3 separate regions of the Mus musculus genome follow, and all the other regions are linked to region 3. Evidence: chromatin contacts called from public Hi-C and promoter capture Hi-C data. All regions are on one chromosome and are shown on one strand. Each heading gives the region's core, a stretch centred on a gene start, on an enhancer-like site or on the middle of the called end of the contact. The rest is flanking DNA. Distances are from core to core; before and after follow the strand shown. Region 1 overlaps Iqschfp (Iqcj and Schip1 fusion protein). Region 2 holds the start of Ppm1l (protein phosphatase 1 (formerly 2C)-like). Region 3 holds the start of 9630025h16rik (a long non-coding RNA gene).

What was found. Promoter capture Hi-C pulls out the DNA fragments that hold promoters and counts their contacts. A called contact is a pair of places that touch in the nucleus more often than the background predicts.
Region 1: a Hi-C map of granulocyte-monocyte progenitors shows a contact between it and region 3, with 4 times the contacts expected there. The contact joins the enhancer-like site here to the promoter of 9630025h16rik in region 3. A contact is called at or near these places in 1 of 39 promoter capture datasets (the 3T3-L1 cell line), 1 of 15 datasets of contacts at CTCF or cohesin (large pre-B cells), 19 of 484 Hi-C or Micro-C datasets (the 3T3-L1 cell line, 3T3-L1-derived adipocytes, the C10 cell line and 14 more) and 2 of 115 datasets of contacts at active chromatin or transcription factors (astrocytes and large pre-B cells).
Region 2: a contact with region 3 is called in a promoter capture Hi-C map of hippocampal neurons, with 2.6 times the contacts expected there. The contact joins the promoter of Ppm1l here to the promoter of 9630025h16rik in region 3. A contact is called at or near these places in 2 of 39 promoter capture datasets (hippocampal neurons and pre-B cells) and 1 of 484 Hi-C or Micro-C datasets (fetal liver).

Annotation. Positions count from the first base shown.
Region 1 is chr3:68,623,206-68,626,058 of GRCm38.p6, forward strand. It overlaps Iqschfp (Iqcj and Schip1 fusion protein), which reads left to right. Exons shown (of 11, transcript NM_001113419.2): 11 at 2,602-2,853. The coding sequence ends at 2,653. Schip1 (schwannomin interacting protein 1) reads left to right here. Exons shown (of 8, transcript NM_001113421.1): 8 at 2,602-2,853. The coding sequence ends at 2,653. Among named protein-coding and RNA genes, the nearest start is that of Il12a, 67 kb to the right of the region's middle. Within about 2 kb of position 1,531, at least 29 of the 459 cell types and tissues checked have an H3K27ac peak or open chromatin away from gene starts, as enhancers often do. A contact at or near this core is called in the HPC-7 cell line, granulocyte-monocyte progenitors and hematopoietic stem and progenitor cells, where this site is marked.
Region 2 is chr3:69,315,432-69,318,412 of GRCm38.p6, forward strand. Ppm1l (protein phosphatase 1 (formerly 2C)-like) reads left to right here and starts at 1,487. Exons shown (of 4, transcript NM_178726.3): 1 at 1,487-2,534. The coding sequence starts at 2,136.
Region 3 is chr3:69,059,611-69,062,557 of GRCm38.p6, forward strand. It overlaps 9630025h16rik (a long non-coding RNA gene), which reads left to right and starts at 1,252. Exons shown (of 2, transcript XR_867356.3): 1 at 1,252-1,458.

The DNA.
Region 1 (2,853 bases), core at 281-2,780, 440 kb before region 3:
TTGGGAGACAGGGCAAGCAGGACCATAAGGTCAGAAGCTTGGAGACAGTAGAGGAAGCTTTTCGATTGGAGCAGTCCTAGAATAGGCAGAGGCATGGTGCTCCCTTGAAACCCTTCACATGGAGGGAGAGACCCATCCTTCTGTTCATGCTAGGGGTGGGGGACTGTGCATGGGGACAGAGGAGAGCCAGAGGGTGCCGAGCCATTCCCAGTGGTGTCACCGCAGAGACTCCTCTGGGAAGTTTGGGTCCACAGTTTCCTCTACCTGTTCTACCCTCACCGTTATAGATGTCAGTTTACAATCCACTCAGTTCGAGTTTGACTCCTCACTGAAAGTACCTACGGATATTTATAAACCACAGATGCCCTGGGTCCCACCTGGAGAGATTCTGATTTAACTGTTCTTGGACTAGACTAGGAATCGGGCTTTTTTAAAGTTTCCAGGTGTCTTAAGAGACATTCTCTCTGCCCGTCCCCTGGAGCTTACTTCTTAGTCATTATTCTTCCCTTTTGTGTGGGATTGCCAGGACGGACCACACTATTAGCTAACTCTGATCAACAGTTATGACTTTGGAAGGCTTTATTCTAAAAGACCATCCCTGGGGAGTAGCCCCAACACATTCCATGCTACTGTCTCCCACCCATGGCCAGCCACGTGCTGGGTGCCAGGGTGCCACCAGCTGTGAGGGTGACAATTCCAGCTTATCTCCCTCCTCTGAGTCCTGGCCACAGCCTGGCCTCTGAAGAGCTTTATCACAGTTATATAGGTCTGCTGTTTCTCCCCCGGTGGTGATGGACCCCCTATCCTGAGAGCAGAGATCACACCACTTGAATCCTCCATTATGTTTTAGATTCTAGCACTGGGCCTGCCATGTACACAGTAGGTCGTCAGCAATGATTTTATCTATATATAGAGAGTCATTTTGCAGGGCTTGAATGATATACATCTTACATCTTACAAAGGACTTTAATGTAAAGATGATTAATGGGAAGGTTTATGGAAATCCTTTCCCTCTTAAGATTTTAATGAAATCCCTCTTATGTGTGTCTCAAAAGAAAACATTGATTTTAATATTTTCCAAAGCTGTTTATTGCCACTTTTTCTTGCCTTTGCAGAAAGTCTCTTGATGCATGTACTGGTGTGTACAATTGTGTAGAGCTACATTAAAGAAAACACTGTAAGAGCTCTAGTTCGGTTAGCTACAGTGAACCTCCCATCACAGGACATCAGAACATTCCTTGAATTGAATTTGCTTGAGATGCTCACAGATTGCTCTATAAAAATGGTCCATAGCTCTTTAGACCCATCAGCAGGGCCATGGTCTGGTTTGTTGGAGGAGGGGCCAATAACAGCATTTCCCTGAGCTCCTTGATTGCCAAATAGACATTGCCATTTGTTCCAGAGTTTCTAGATGTGGCAAGGATGCTGCGGTCACGTGCCCGATTTTTGAAACTGCTCGTGGTTAGTCTTCTCTGCACCATGGCTAGGAGGCTTTCTGCATGAAACCAGGCCTTAAGCTTGGCGTCACCAGCTCACTCCCCACATCCAGACAGTACACATCTTGTCCCCAACCCTTGATGACAGCCAGAAACCACAGCCTTAGCCTCTCACAAGATTTGTCATTTCCTAAAATCATCCTTCCAAACCGTTAGCTTTTGCAGCCTACAGATCTTACAGGCTTTTGGGTTGTGTCTGTTTGCAGGGTTGGGGGGAGGGGAGGGACGGGGTCATGCCAAGAACTTGGCCATTTCTCCCTTCCTGTCCCCTCCACCTAGCTTCTGGATTGTCCAAGTTTTGCATCATACCCTGCTTGGCCCTTTCACTGTTGTGTTGACGCCTTAGAATTATCTGGGGGTGGGGAACTTATGCTGACACAGGACAACTTCGTGTCCACAGAGAGCTTTGCATCATGTGTTTGACGTAAGCTTTCGTAAGAGCAAATTAGATGGACAGCTGCGGGTTTCCATCAGCCTTAGTTAATGCCCCAATCTACGTGTGTTAGAACAGTCGCTCAGTCCACCCTCAGCCACTCATTCTCGAAACCTGATCTTGACTTGTTTGTTTTACCCCTTTGGTTCCTGCAGAGCTGGGGCATCCTACATGTTCGGCGAGTGTGCTACACTGAGCTGCAGCCCCACCTTTAATGTTTGTTTCCTGTCTGTGTCCTCCTCATTTGCCAGTTTGTGCCCATCCTGGCCGCATTCACTGGAATACTCCCTACAAAGACCCCAGCCTTTTTGAGCCCTGGTTGCAGTGCACAGCATGTAGAAACCACATTTTAACTCTTTACTGATGCAGACATTCCAGCTACTCACCTCTTGGCACCTTTTAAACACAATACTTTGCTTCTTCACAGTAGTAATATCTGTCAGCCTCAGATTAATCCTGCGATTGACAAAATCAAGGACCCATGATCACCTAAAGCCAGAACAGCGCATTGAGCTTAAAGGAAGCACTCTACCCTGACTCGCGTGTGTCTCATCCCGACTCCTGGTGTGCAGGCTGCTGTAGCTGTCTTTGGTTTGGAGGGTGTTGGCTGGAAGGCAGTCTGGCTGGGTCTTTCTCCTCAGTGCTGAGTGATTTGTATCTTTGATTTTGCAGACACGCTGAGAGTCAGCAGAAGCACATGGCTGAGAAAATGCCCGCGAAGTGAAAGAGAGCCATCCACCAGAGAACAAGCTAGAATTTATTTTGCTTCTGTGGTCGTAAAAATTGCTGTTGCTAAAGGTGGTTCCGAAACAGACATCAGTGTTAGTCATTGGTAACGTCCGAGCTTACTGTCCCGTGACTGGCCTTCGCTTCTTAATTTATTTTAATTTCTTTCTTTCCTTTTTTTTTTTTTTTTTTTTACTC
Region 2 (2,981 bases), core at 237-2,736, 260 kb after region 3:
TCCTAACAATACCTAGACATTCTCTCTAGCTACAGTTCTTAGAGGAGTTTTCTTTTATTATCTGATTTTGGAACCTCTTGAATGTTGAATGAAATGACCCATTTTCATATTTTCTCGATCAGGTGGACAATATCGAAAACTATGGCCATAATCATAATTAAAGACATATCCTAGTTTTCAAAAATATACTCTTAACAGTTGCTTATATTCCTTTCCCATCATTCCTACTTATGTTTATATTGTTGGGGTCATATTATTTAAATACTTAAGCATGTTTCTTCTGTTGTTGTTGTTAGGGAAGTCCAGGTTTTTGTAGAAACTTTAGCAGTTACGGAGAATAGACAAAAATCTGGACAAAATGTAAATTGTTTAAAGTTACTTTAGTTGCCAACTGTGAACATTTTGTTATATTTTATTGCAGTAATTATATTTTATATCTTAAGACGGAACTGGGATCAAAAGAAGGCAGAAGTGTTTGGGGGAACACTGGCTGGGAGACTATCAGGATGCCTGACCGTCAGTCCGGTGGGTCAGCACCGTCCTTCGTGGACAGAGGTAGAGAGAAAGAGAAGTTCCTTTTAAAGATTACTTGCTTCATATTCTAGGCGACCAGTCCTTGCCCCAACTTCAAGTTATCCTGCTGAGGTCCACCTTTGCCTACTCAAACTCCTGCCCTCATCTTCGGCAAGGACTGAAGGTGGTTGTCACTTTCAAGGCTCCAGAGGATTTCTAACTTGAACCATAGGCAGAGTAGCTCGCTGAGGGACACTCCAAGCATGTTCCTTATGGATGAGTGGCCACCAGCACAGTCCCAGTCTTCAGAGGCCGGCCCTTCCTGGTCCTCCGGCGTTTGCCATTACACGTCAAGCCTCCGGTTCTGAGATCCCCGGTTCTGCCTTCAGAGAGACATAGCTCTTGCGGTCCGAGTCCAAGTCCTGCCTCTTGGGAGATCCCGGCGGGTCTCTGTGGCAGCTGCCTCGGGTGGCCAAAGTAATCACTCACTTTCGATTTTTGAGACAGGAGAAATGTGTCCCATCTCGCTAGCCCTACGAAAAGTCTGGCGTGGACCGTACCATTGTGTAGCGTGCCGGAGGGGGGGAGGGCTCAGGTACAGCTCCCGGCTCCCCAGCGAGCAGCCGTGCCGCCCAAGAAACCGACGTTCAGTGACCTCACGTCACTATCACATTGTCCCTGGGAGCCGGCCTCCAAGGCAGAATCGACAATCGGCTAGAGCTGGGCGGCTGGATTTGCCGCTCACCCCCCGCGGCTCTCCCCCGACCCGCCTGCTGCCCACGTGCGTCCGCCCCGGCGAGCTCCTTCGGGCCCCCAGCCGGGTGACAGTGTTACGCATCTGGAAGCGCCACTCCCGGGGCGGGGCGGGGCGGGGCGAGCGTGTGCGGGGAGGGGAGGGGCGAGCGCGAGCGGAGCCGGGAGCAGCCGAGCGGAGTCGAGCCGAGCCGAGCCGAGCCGAGCTGAGAGGTGCTGGGGAGAGGCAGGCAGAGCCTGCCGGCGGCTCCGCACCCATCGTGCTGCGTTTCCCAGCTCGGTGTCCCCCTGCCTTTGCCCAGGCACCGGCAAAACTTTTATTGTTTCGGGGACCCCCCCTGGATGTGTGACGAAATCGCAACGCTCCGCTGTCTCGTCCCCCAAGCTCGCCTGCAGCGGCGATCGAGGGAACGTGCAACCCTCGCCGCCGGGCTCTTGCGCCCTGCGCTTCCTCACCTGCCGATCGCTCCCGGGAACCGCGAGGGGGGACCCCTAAAGGGACCGCGCGGGCATCGGCACCCCGAAATCCTCTTCACCGTTGCGGACCGGCTCGGCGCAACTTTAACTTGATTCCTGTCGCCCACCCGGGGCACCCGCGGCGGCCGCCGCCGCCGCCGTCGCTGCGGTCTCACAAAGAGCGCGGGGAGGGAAGGCGGCGCAGGCGGCAGGCACGGGCCTTCGGGCTGCCCAGACAAAAGGGAAACTGCCATCGTTCTGGACGACTGTTCCGAGCGGCCGTGGGTTCGTTCACCCTGTCGGCCCGGGCTGCCTCTCCGCCTTGGTCCCCGCGGGCAGTGCCCGCAGTACTCGGACCCCGCGAGTTGCGGGGCACGCGTCGCTGCTGCTGGTCCGGGCTCTAGGGATAATAAATGATAGAGGATACAATGACTTTGCTGTCTCTGCTGGGTCGCATCATGCGCTACTTCTTACTGAGACCCGAGACGCTTTTCCTGCTGTGCATCAGCTTGGCTCTCTGGAGTTACTTCTTCCACACGGACGAAGTGAAGACCATCGTTAAGTCTAGCCGGGACGCGGTGAAGATGGTGAAGGGCAAGGTGGCCGAGATTATGCAGAACGATCGTCTTGGAGGACTTGATGTGCTGGAGGCCGAGTTTTCCAAGACCTGGGAATTCAAGAGCCATAATGTGGCGGTGTACTCCATCCAGGGCCGGAGAGACCACATGGAAGATCGCTTCGAAGTTCTCACCGATCTAGCCAACAAGACGCACCCGTCCATCTTCGGAATCTTTGATGGGCACGGCGGCGAGGTAGGAGTTCTCTGGGTCTATGTGTGTGTAAATAACCGGGCGTCTCGTGCTTGGCGGGGTCGGATCGGGGTGAGAGGGGCGTGGTAATGACCTGGTGATGACAAGGTGAGTCAAGTTCCCAAGACCCTGCCAAGGAGATCTTGGGTATGAGAGCGTTCACTTTAGCTGAGAGACACGAGAGACACTGGATATTCCGTGCCATTTTAATATAAAGTTCCCAAGGTCAGAAGCCAGTTAATAACTGCTAGTTTTCTGGGAAGAATGAATAGTATATGCAGTGAACTTTGTCACCAGGCCTCAGTGTCCCGGTTCTAGAGTTTGAGGCAGTTAAGGAACGTCGTGTCTTTCGTGTACCCCTAAAAGAAGAAGCCTGCACCAGTTGGATAGACTGGGTGAAGGTGAAGGAAGCTCCGACTTCTATTCGCTTCGCGCTAGGGAAGGACTCCC
Region 3 (2,947 bases), core at 2-2,501:
ACCAAAACCAGAAGATATATAGATGGATGGATGGATGGATGGATGGATGGATGGATGGATGGATGGATGGGACAGACAGACAAACAGATAGATACTGCTCAAATGGGTGATATTGGTAGTGAATGCACTGGAAACATGAAAGGCAAAGGTGAAGTCAAAGTGGTCTACATACATCAAAGAAAACTTCAGGAAGAACTAGAGTAGAGGAACCTCTTTCTACACAGTATCCTTGCTTACAGGGGTCCACTCTGGATCTTCTTCAGCCACACTTTAGCACAAGAGTAAGAGATCTCTGAGAAAATGCCTGTCCTGTCTTCTGGGCCATGCTTTATGTAGTAGGACCCCTAATTTCTGTAGACATTCTAAGCTCATTTCTAGAGTATGCACATGATCTTCACTGGGGCATCCACAGCCAGGGGAAAGACTGCAGTAACAGATATGAATCAGGGTGGATGTTGATGTAGTTGTGTGTTCTATAATCCCAGCTACTCCACAGGCTAAGTAATGGGAGGCTTCCTAAATCTAAGGCCAAGACCAGCTGGGACAATATAATAAGACCCATGAAGAATAAGGAAGAAAAGCCCAGTGGTACAGGGTTGGCTAAATGTTGGGGACTGACTCTTTTTACACTACTTCTCTCTTCTGCTATAGAGGAAGAACCCTAAATTAGAGCTCAGCCTTCCTGAAGATTACAAAGATGCCAGTTATGGGGTGTTATGAAGCAACAGCATCACAAAAAACGTATTAGTCGCCGGGCAGTGGTGGCACATGCCTTTAATCCCAGCACTTGGGAGGCAGAGGCAGGCAGATTTCTGAGTTCGAGGCCAGCCTCGACTACAAAGTGAGTTCCAGGACAGACAGGGCTGCACAGAGAAACCCTGTCTTGAAAAACCAACCAACCAAACAAACAAACCAAACCCCCAAAACCAAAACCAAAAAAAAAAAAAAAAAAAAAAAAAAACCCAAACAACAACAACAACAACAAAAAACCAAACAAACCAAGAAAACCAACAAAAACCCAAAACATATTAGTCAAAGGAGTAGGACAGAACAAATCTTTTTTTTTTTTAATGTTGTTATACATTAAAGTATTTAGACATTGGTAACACTGACTTAAATTTGTACTTCTGTTCTCAACCTGTCTTCGGTATGCTCCCCATCGTGGTATGGGCTTCAAATTAAACCCATCACTGGTTGTCCACTCCCAGAGACTCATGTGTTTGGGGCACTATTAGGGGTTGTGGCCTTAGAGTAGGCGTGCCCTTGTTGGAGGAAGTGTCAGTGTTGAGGCTGGCTTTGAAGTCTCATATATACTGAAGCTACTCTCAGTGCTGACTCAGTCCCCTTTTGCTGCCTATGAATCAAGATGTAGAACTCTAGCTCCTTCTCCAGCGCCAAGTCTGCCTGGATGCAGTCATGCATCCCACAGTGATGATATTGGACTAAACCTCTAAAACTGTAAGCCAGTTTCCTGTTAAATGTTAATTATGTTAGGCATAAATGTTAACATAATTATGTTAAAAATAAATGTTAATTATGTTAAAAATTATGTTAAATGTTGTCCTTTATAAGAGTTGCCATGGTCTAGGTATCTCTTCATAGCAATAAAACTGTAAGACAGAAGTTGGAACCAGGGGCTGGGTATTGTTCTGATAGGCCTGAATATGTTTGTTTGAAGAAATGCAGATTGGGGACTTTGGATTAGGAAACACTAGAATGCTTAAGTTGGACTTAACGGGCCAGACTAGTGGGAACATGGAAGCCAGTGGTGCTGACAGTGATTTCGACTGTGGGGGCCTGGTTCAAAGTTTAAGAGAATATTTTTAGTTTGTTGCCTAAAGACTTTTCTCATGATAATTTGGTGAAGAATGTGGCTGCTTTTTGCCCTTGTCTGAACAGTCCATCTAAGACTAAGGTGAAGAGATTTAGATTAATTGCATTGGCAAAAGATATCTCAAAACAGCCTAAAATAGATTCTGTATTATGGTTTACTCTCATGAAGAGCATTTTAATCAAACATTCCAAGCTGAGAAAGGAAAAATACAAAATATATGGTTCAACGATTAAAGGGGCACTAGAAAGTGGTATGGAGCTAAATATTGTGTTCAGGGAGATAATAGATTAAAGATTTAAGTGGCATTAAAGGGAGTGGGGCCTCTGGGCAAGATCCCACCCAGCTAAGCTTCTATCTTGTGAAAAGAATTAAAGAAAAGTTTAGGTCCAGGCATGGTGGTACATACCTTTAATCCAGCACTAAGGAAACAGAGGCATGAAAATCTCTGAGTTCAAGGCCAATATGGTCCAAACTGCCAAGTTCCATGACATCCAAGCTCAGGCAGTAAAGGAAACAATCAAAACCAGAAAGCTAGTGAAGATATAACTGAATAAGGGGGCCATGTTCAAGCCCCAGGCACCAGCAGAACTTGGCAGCTTTGTTTACATAGGTCTTTGGTGACAGGTACATTATCAAAAAGCACATTTTCAAAGGACTTTTTTCTGAGGATTAATTTTCAACTGTTTAAAATATTCAACAAACCAAACCCATCGGTCGTGGTACACACCTTGGGAGGCAAAGGTAGGGAGATCTCTTGAGTTCGAGGCCAGCCTGGTCTACATTGTGAGTTCCGGGACAGCTACAGCTACAGAGAAATGGTATCTCAAAAATCCCCAAACCAAACCAAACCAAACCAAACCAAACCAAACCAAACCAAACCTAGCTAAACCAAAAATAAAACAAAAACAAACCAACAAAAAAGAAACCATGTCATAGATAGATGCTGTCATTTAGTCATTGTTTTTCTGCTTATAAAACATAAACACAGGCAGTATAGATTTAACTGTTAAGGGCCCTAGGATCTTTGGAATGGTAAATGAGTTCTGGCTTTAAAGTCAGCAGCCATATTAGCTACTAGTAAGAGTAGTCTATCCTTTGAAGTTAGGCACTGTT